Regions from separate parts of the Sus scrofa genome. Here region 1 is linked to region 2. The links are chromatin contacts, called in public promoter capture Hi-C maps. All regions are on one chromosome and are shown on one strand. Each heading gives the region's core, a stretch centred on a gene start, on an enhancer-like site or on the middle of the called end of the contact. The rest is flanking DNA. Distances are from core to core; before and after follow the strand shown. Region 1 holds the start of ODF2 (outer dense fiber of sperm tails 2). Region 2 holds the start of URM1 (ubiquitin related modifier 1).

The links. Promoter capture Hi-C pulls out the DNA fragments that hold promoters and counts their contacts.
Region 1: a contact with region 2 is called in a promoter capture Hi-C map of liver, with 2.4 times the contacts expected there. The contact joins the promoter of ODF2 here to the promoter of URM1 in region 2. A contact is called at or near these places in 2 of 5 promoter capture datasets (both in liver), 6 of 47 Hi-C or Micro-C datasets (alveolar macrophages, embryonic fibroblasts, fetal liver and 3 more) and 1 of 2 datasets of contacts at active chromatin or transcription factors (alveolar macrophages).

Annotation. Positions count from the first base shown.
Region 1 is chr1:268,857,083-268,861,856 of Sscrofa11.1, reverse strand. ODF2 (outer dense fiber of sperm tails 2) reads right to left here and starts at 3,314. Exons shown (of 21, transcript NM_001193447.1): 1 at 3,087-3,314; 2 at 1,650-1,740; 3 at 363-431. The coding sequence starts at 3,118.
Region 2 is chr1:268,795,388-268,799,902 of Sscrofa11.1, reverse strand. URM1 (ubiquitin related modifier 1) reads right to left here and starts at 1,464. Exons shown (of 5, transcript NM_001243487.1): 1 at 1,398-1,464. The coding sequence starts at 1,432.

The DNA.
Region 1 (4,774 bases), core at 2,065-4,564, 60 kb before region 2:
ACGAGCACAGCTTCTAGAAGGAGACGCTCCCGAGTCCTAACTCTAGCTCTGCTCCTTTCTCTGTGAGACTCCACCTCTTGAGCCTTGGCTTCCCTCTCTGCCCACTGGGAGAGCGGGAGCTGCTGCATCGTGGTGCCCTAAGGACTCGAGAAGATTCTTGCCCCTTCAGGGTTTAGCAAGGCGCTCAGTCTGCGGGACCTACTGGGATGCCTGAGAGCTACAGCCGACCCTGAACCACACTGAGTGCAAGGCCTGCTAGAGCCTGACCAGTCCGAGAAGAAAAGCCTGAACAAGAATGAGCCTACCTCCCACTTGCATCCCACATGCCGGGCGGATGATTTTCCAGGGGGCATCCAAGGTACCTTGGTTTTCACCCGGACACTCCGCCGCACATTCACGGTGTCCCCTTTCATTCCGCGCTTATGAGATTTCTGTGGAAAGGGACAAACCCAGGGTCACGTCCCCACACAGCTGCCCGTGGCGTCCCTCTGGTGGCATCCGCTTGCAACTCTGCAGGGGAGCCTCTTCTGACTAAGGCTACTGCGGCCGTTTCGGGGTGCCAGTCCTGCCTACCTTCCAACCAGGCCACTGCCCTCTGAAAGCCAGTGCGTTTGTCTGTCGAGTCTCTGGAGTGAGAGGCGCGAGGCGGCGGGGCTGGGAGGGGGTCACCCTGCTCCAGAGCCTTCGCCTGGCCCCGCGGGCGTGCTCCTACCTGGCTGCTGGTCGCGGAGGCTTTCGGGAGTTTTTTTATGTGGACGTGGACAGGGGTGTTCTCATCCACGTGAACATGTAAGGGGGGTGTTGAAGAGCGGTCCTTCATGGTTCGCTTCTGGCAGGCGGGGGAGGACAACTCAAAAAAGGTTGATCTGTGGACGAGTAAACTGGGCATAAAAAACAGAGCTCACGGCCTCTCGGGGCCACGGAAAGCCTAGCCACCAAGCGAGCGGGACAGCGACCAGTACAAGCGGCATGCAGGCAGGAAGCAAGGCGGGAGTGCCCTTCAGCGAGCTCCTGCAGAGATGCCAGCCAAAGACCACCGGGGAGATGCCGGGCTGCTCAAGAGAAGGGTCTGCAAGACCCGCAGGTTCCACAGAAGAGCCCAGACCCCGGCCCTGGGTCCTTGGAGATGAATCTCTTGGCAAACCTGCTGGCACGCACACCCCCTCCTGCGACTCAGCACAGCGCAGCTGCAGGGCCGGGGGCCCTTTACACCCGCATCTGAACTGGGCATGCGCGCGAGCACAGGAAACACACCAACCAGTTAGGGTGCAAAGCCAGCAGGCAGCAGGCAGGTTAAAAGACGAGGAAGACAGAAAGCCGGAGGAAAGGCCGAGATGAGAAGGTTGTGCGGATTCTGAAGACAATACATCAGCAGGGCAGAACACGTGCCCCACCCCCCCAGCCCTATCAATCCCCATTCTTTCCTTGACTTTTTTTTTTTGAAAATCTGTTTTAAGATGTTCTGAAATCTGTCTGGAAGAATTGGGTTCAGACAACCTCCTTACACCCGGCAGCCTTACCACAGGCAAAACCCAAACCCAGTTCATCAGCAGGAAATGCGTGGAGGCACGGAGCCCAGCGTCCAGCCCCTGTGGGGCCAGCAGAAGAGGTTGCTGGCAGAGCCGCGGGCGGGAGGGTGCTGCACCTACCGTCACGGTCACACTGGGTGCGCCACAAGGTGTCCTCAAGACCTTTTTCTGCGTGAGACTCGTTACTCCGTTCTTACCACACGATGGAAACCTGTACCCAGGCACAAGAACCAGATTATAAGCAGAAAACTAGGGCTCTTCTATTTCTTAGATCTCCTGAAGTTATATATCACATGTGGTGGCTAAACGAGTTCACGGCTAGGAGAACCAGTCTGGAATCACCTGGCTCCCTTTACGCGAGCACCAAACGCTCATGGTGTGCCCGGCAGGGGGATGGAAAATGGGGGTAGGGGGCATTTGCAGGGCTAGCCTTTTAACCTGCCCTCGCATCACACATATTGTGACCTTTAGCTGAAAAGCCCAGCTGTCATCCTGTCTCTCAGGACACAAAAAAGCAGGCAGCATGTGGCTGAGAGTCAACACATGAGCCTGGCCAAGGGTGAGAGTGCCCAGGACAGTGCCTGGAGCAATGCTCTGTGAATCACTGACATGTAAAGGCAGAACCATAGGCTCAGGAACAAAGTCTCTGTGACTCAGAATTCATAAAACGAAGTCAAATATTCAACAAAGATGATGAAAAATGGCTATTTCCCAAAGTATTCTACTAGCTACCCTTTAAGCACCTAAGAAGCAGGGTTATTTCTGGTCTTTCTGGAATTTTGTAATACCACGTGTAATTCATCTTGCTTACATGTAAACAGCCCCATCACCAAATTTGCAAATAGAGCAAAAGTCTAATCTCCAAAATTTGGCAGCAGTGTACCCAGGAATTCCAGAATGGGAAGGGACCTGGAAAGCAGATTTGATCCATCCCACTCACTGCCTGATGACAGCCCCAAAATATGACTTTACCCTCGCTCTCCGTTATTTTGGAACAAATAATGCAGCATAAGAATTCTTAAGAACTTCAGCATACATTGGGCTATATGTATATAGCACCTTGATTAAAAAAATTTTTTTGAGCCCTACTAATCATTTAGCCAAGGAATACCAAATCTGAGCAGACAGGTTTTTTTTTTCCCCTCCTGGTTTAGAATGTTCACTTAAAGCCAACAGATTTGGGCAAGCTCTCACTCTCAGCAGGCTCTCCATCAACCTACATGGATCCCATCAACTATTGGCTAACTGCTGCATCCAACTCCTACATCACTGTTCTTATTCACACTGAGCCTAGTATTCCAAAGACAACCATGGCAATCCTATTTGCCATCAGGAACTGGGGCACCTGGGGAGGGAGGGCCAGGGGAGGCAGAGCTGGGATTATGTGCCTGCGTTTTCCTCCTTCCTCTTAAAAATCATTTTTAAATGTTTTGATCCAGGCTTTCAGTACACAGAACAGGGAAGCTGAAAAGAAAAGCCTCCAGTGAGCCCAGCCTCGGAGCTCCTGTCCACTTTTCCCTGCCCTATGGCAGACACGCCCCCCCACACTGGCAGTACCTGGGGGAGCCGCCTGAGGATGAGGCAGACATGGCTAGGCATCAAAGCCGCAAAGGTGGGCAATTGGGTCAGCAGGCTCTGCTCAGGGGGACCCAGAGGGGCTTGTCAATGAGAATCTCAGGGGCCCAGCATCAAACGTCCTCTCTGAGGGGAGAAGGGTGGAAGCTTTGGGGGTGGCAGGTGGATGAAAACTTGGGAGGCGCTCCTCTACTGTCCAAGTCGCACAGCAACTGTCCTGCCAAAGTGGGGGAGATAGGAGAGGCTGAGCGACCTGTGGGGTGGCGGGTGTGCGGGGTGGTCGGAGGTCCCCTCCCCAGGGAGTGAGGGGGGAAGGAACTAGGAGAGAAAGGACCACACCAAGGTCCCAGACGGGAGGAAAGGTGAGTGGCCACCAGGAGGAAAACCTGAAATGCTGGCTGGCGTGAGAGGTGGACAGGAGAGAACCACAAGGCCCCAAGTGGTTCCCAAACGGCCAGAACCCGCACGGAGAGCCGGAGGGATATTCGGGGTGGGGCCTGGGCAACAGTTTCCTAGGAGAAGGGGCGTTCCCAGCAAAATAGATACCCCAGAGGACCAATACTATTTAAAGGAGGGAAGAGGAGAGGCTGCTTGGGGACTGGGAGGCTAGGCAGCGAGTGGGTAACCCGTCGGCGGAGGGAAAATCCTCCCGGCCGCAGCAGTGGCCGGCTGGGCTTAGATCCGAGTTAGAGCAGGTTAGACGCTCGATCGTGCAAAGACCCGGTGTGAGACCCCCGCTTCCCCAGGAGGCCCGCCGGACCGGTGAACCCACCCAGCCGGGTCGGGCGGCCCAGAGGCGGTCCCGGGGGACAGAGCTGCCTACAAGGAGCTGGCATATAACCGCCCGGCCGAGGCCCTCGGGGGCGGGGGGCGAAGCGGACGGGGCGACGCCCACTGCCGGGCAGGAGGGCGCGGGGCCAGTCTCCGTCGGCGGTGAGAAGGGACGATCACCCACCAGCGGGCAGAAGGGGACCAGTTTCTGCCCATAGAGAGAGGGGCGAAGCACTGCCGCAGGGCAGCAGAGGAGGGAGCAGAGCTCTGCCAGTGGCCAGGTGAGGAGAGAGGCGGCCGCCCGCCCGTTAGCGGGAGGAGGAGAAGGCCCGCGCCGGTGGGCGGGGCAGGGAGGCCAGATTCTGACGGGAGCGGGACGAGCGCGCCGGTGGGTGCAGGAGGGGGCGACCCGGGGGAGGCAGCGGGACCCGGCGACCTCGGCGGGGGCCATCCCTCCCTGGGTCCCGCCTGCCGGCGACCTCTCACCAGGAGCGACACGGCTGCGCCCAGAAACGCCTCCTTATGAAGTCGTTGAAGTCGGAGGCCAGGGTCGTGCCATGGAGACGCCGCGGCGGATGCAGACCAGCTCCCGCGGCGACTCCTCCCCGCTTCCGCCTCCTTTTCCGACACCCGGTCGGCAGCTCGCCCATTGGCCAGTTCAAACCCCCCCGGGAGCCTCTCGGGTTTCGCCATTTAGGCCCAACCCCTGGCGTCACAGAGATACCCCGCCCCGCCAGAAACTCCGCCCATTTCCGGGCCACGCGTGGCGTCGCCTTGGAGACGCGCGACGCCGCCGACGGGCCTGGCCCGGGCTTGCCCCGCCGTTCAAAGCCTGGCTTCCCTGCTCCGCCATCTTTACCCTGCGTTAGGCCCTCCTCGGTTCCCTTAACTCAAGGGAG
Region 2 (4,515 bases), core at 215-2,714:
CTGAGTACTGTGCCTGACAGAGTGAGAATGAAAGGTAAGCTGGCAGTAGATAAACCTTAATGCTAGCAACCTGCGGCTTCTCCCTTTTCAGCTCTGCTGAGGCCTGTCAAAGCAGCAAAGGTCCTCCTAGCACCCCCAGGCCATGGGGGCCACAGCTGGGCAAAAGGGTCAGTAAAGCAAAAGAGTCAGGAGGCCAAACCAGCAGAGTTCTAAGTGGACTGATGGGGCCAGACAATACCATCAATTAAACTGCAGTTAACATTCATGAGACTACCTCCCTGTAATGGATAGAAACGCTGAACACTGCGGGGCATGGACAAAGTTCTATTTATCTTTGTATCCTCCGTGCCTGGCTCACTGCCTGGCACATGGTAGGCACTCAATAAATGACTGGTGAATGGACTACTCAATGAAGGGAAAACATGAGAGAAACTGGGGGCATCCAGTGGAAGGGTGGCATTTATGGGCAGAGATTTTAGGTTCCCATCCCACACTACTTTTCCTTTCACATAAGCCTTGACTTGTTTATCTCACACACACAGACAAGTCTAGTCCTAGCTTTCCCATGTGACTCTGGAAAGGATACCACCCATCTCTTAGTGTCTCAGTTTCTTTGCCTCCTCTTTATGCCCTGCGGTGGCTCTCAGCTCTGAAATTATGTGAAAAACCTTCTGTTTGCAGGAGGAAGACGACAGTGGCATAAGGAGACTCCTCGCTGGTTTGAGTCTCTTCCGTTACTGGTGCGTGCGTCCCAATTCTGCACTTTTTAATCTCGTGCATTGTTTACTGTCACGGCTAGTCTCCTTCACTGTGCTACCTTATTGAGCTCCTTATCCCTGACTCAAGACCTGCAGGAGGCACTCAATAAGTTTACTGAATGTACCTGATGGTGTTCAGGTCTGTTTAGCACCCCCGACAGCTTGGGAAAGAGAAAAAAGGAGTCTCGTCATGACCACACATCCCACGAGAAAGCAGCCTCCAAGAACCGTGTAAACGGAACTTTTTGCCCGAAGGAAGACATCGGGGGGAAGGTAGTCCTTCTCGGTCCTGGGAGCTCAGACGCCAGACACATGGGACTGGCCCAAAACGGGGTTGGCAAAGAAGGTGAGGAGGCCGCCTGCTAACCGTCACACCTTTTGGGTCCAGCACGGTGCAGGGCCCTGAGGAGTGCCCAGAGCGCACCTTCACGCCAGGGCATGCGCCTCTATTCCTGAACATACGGCCTCGTCGCCCAGGGAGACCGGACCTCCCGAGCTCTCTGAGGCGAGTGGCGTAGCTTAGGGAAGTCGCCAGAAACCTCGGCGATTCGGTCGTGACAGGCCCCAAGGCAGAGAGAGGGCAATTCCAGGCCCGACGACTTCAATTCACCCCCACGACGCCCCAGTTCTGTGACTCACCCGAACTCCACCTCCACTGACAAGGGCGCCGCCATATTGAGGAAGCCGAGCTCACAGGAAACTCCCTCAACTTCCGGCGCTACTGCCCCGCTTCCGGTCGCCGCGGACGGAAGAGGCGGTGCCGGGAAATCCTGCTCCTCAGCGATTGGACGAAGACCTGGAGCTAAGACCCGAGGCTGGAGGGTCGCGGTACCTGATCGTCTTTGAGATGGTTCCCTCTGCTTTTTAGGAACCGGGTCCAAGCGGCCAGGGCGGGTAGCGACTTGGGTGAGCTACAGCTAGGCGGTGGAGAGTCCCGGCATCTTTGCGCAGTGACTGTGAGCCACTTTACAGTTTATCTTGCTTTAGTTACGTATTCTCTTTAGTCTGCACACCGCTTGGGCAAGGCCGTCCAGATCTTTATTTCCAGCCCGGAAATCTCTCCTGAGCCATCGACTCGCCATCCAACCGCCCCTTTTGCTGTCAGTTTGGATATCACTCATTAAGCAGATATTTTTGCACGTCCTCCGCGTGCCACGGTGATGAACTGCATAAGCAAAGTTCCTGCCTTTAGGGCACTCACAGTCTAGTGGGGGAAATACCAGTCATGCTAGTAAAGCAAAATCTCAAGCTGAAAGAAATTATATGGAGTTATAGGAACTTTAAAAAGAAAAGGACTGGAGTTCCCTGGTGGCTCAGCGGGTTAAGGATTTGGCATTGTCACTGCAGTAGCTCTGGTTACAGCTGTGGTGCGGGTTCCATCTCTGGCCCAGGAACTTCTGTGCTGTGCTGCAGAAGTGGACAAAAGGACTGACCCAGACTAGAGCTAAGCTCTAAAGCCTGAGGAGAGTTAACTGAGGAGAGGTAATCATGAGGGGAGAAAAACCTCTGGGAGCATTCTAGTGAGAGCAGAAAGTGCACAGGCTCTGGGTGGGAGAACATGCTGGAGCACCAAGAGAAGAAAGTGGAAACTGGGGAGCAGAGGATGAATGAGGGTGTGGTAGGAGATGAGGGCGAGAAGGGTGGGCAGGTGCCAAATCATGCCTGTGAGCCAGGTAAGAATTTGTCTCTATTTTGTGTGTGTGTGTGTGTGTGTGTGTGTCTGTCTGTCTGTCTGTCTGTCTTTTTAGGGCCGCACCCACGGCATTTGGAGGTTCCCAGGCTAGGGGTTGAATTGGAGATGTAGCTGCCAGCCTACACCACAGTCATAGCAACACCAGATCTGAGCCGTGTCTGTGACCTAGACCACAGCTCATGGCAACGCCAGATCCTTAACGCACTGAGGAAGGCCACAGATCAAACCCTTGCCCTCATGGACTAGTCGAGTACACCGCTGAGCCACGATGGGAACTCCTAGAACTGGGTTTTGTTGTTGCTCTTCTCTTTTTCTTTTTTGGCCAACTCCCAGGCATGTGGAAGTTCCCTGGGCCAGGGATCCAAGATACAGCTGCAGCAACACTGGATCCTTAACCCACTGTGCCACAGTGGGAACTCCTAGAACTGTGTTTTAAAATATCCTTCTTGGATTCAATGTGGAGAACTGTGGAGGGGAACAGGAAAGGAGATAAGGAGACCCCTAGAGCCTGTTACAAAAGCCCAAGGCATGGAGTTCCCTGGTAGCCAAGTGGTTAAGGACTCAGTGTTGTCACTGCTGTGGTTCTGGTTACTGGTCTGGCTTGGGTTTGATCCCTGGCCTGGGAACTTCACATGCTGTCTGCCCAGCTGAAAAAAAGGGAGGGTGAGTTCCCATCGTGGCTTAGTGGAAACAAATCTGACTAGCATCCATGAGGACACGCATTCGATCCCTGGCCTCACTCACTAGGTTAAGGATCCAGCATTGCTTGTGAGCTGTGATGTAGCCTGCAGATGTGGCTTGGATCTGGCATTGCTGTGGCTGTGGCGTAGGCCAGTGGCTACAGCTCTGATTCGACCGTTAGCCTGGGAACCTCCATATGCTGTGGGTGCAGGCCCCCCCCCCAAAAAAAAGGGAGCGAAGTAGATGTCCCAAGGCATCAAAACCACAGGCTGCTGGTAAACAGTGGATGTGATGATGTAATCACTGCTCAGAGCTGGGAGTTCAACTCAGCTGCCAGCTTTATATCCAGGCCCCACTGAGCAGGAGGGAAGGGCACAGGGCACAACTGTGTTTTTTTGTTTTTGCTTTTTTGTTTTTTATTTTTTTTGTCTTTTTTGCATTTCTAGGGCCGCTTCCACAGCATATGGCGGTTCCCAGGCTAGGGGTCTAATCGGAGCTGTAGCCACTGGCCTACACCACAGCCACAGCAACACGGGATCCGAGCCACATCTGCAATCTACACCACACCTCATGGCAACGCCGGATCCTTAACCCACTGAGCAAGGCCAGGGATCGAACCCGCAACCTCATGGTTCCTAGTTGGATTCATTAACCACTGATCCATAATGGGAACTCCTGCTTTTGTTTTTAAGGCCGTATCTATGGCATATGGAAGTTCCCAGGCTAGGGGTCAAATCAGAGCCACAGCTGCTGGCCTATGGATGCTAGTCAGGGTCTTAACCCTCTGAGCCACAATGGGAACTCCTAGGGCACAACTGTTAAAAGAATGACATAACTGGAGTTCCTGGTTTGATGCTGTGGGTTAAGAATCTGACTGTAGGAGTTCCTGTCGTGGCTCACGGGAAATGAATCTGACTAATATCAATGAGGACGCAAGTTCGTTCCCTGGCCTCACTCAGTGGGTTAAGGATCCAGCATTGCTGTGAGCTGTGGTGTAGGCTGCAGATGCAGCTCAGATCCTGTGTTTCTGTGGCTGCAGCATAGGCAGGCAGCTACAGCTCTGATTCCACCCCTAACTTGGGAACCTCCACATGCTGCTGGGTGCGGCCCTGAAAAAAAAAAAAAAAAAAAAAGCCAAAGAATCTGACTGAAGCAGCTCAGGTCACTACAGAGGCATGGGTTTGATCCCTGGCCCGGTACAGTGGGTTAAAGGATCCTTTGTTGCCACAGCTATGGCGTAGGTCACAGCTGCAGCTCGGATTCAGTCCCTGCCCCAGGAACTTCCATATACCTTGGCGTGGCATATGGAAAAAAAAAAAAAAAAAGACACAGCTAATTGAGGTTATTGGTTAGAGCCAACTATGCTCAGATGGAGGAAGACTT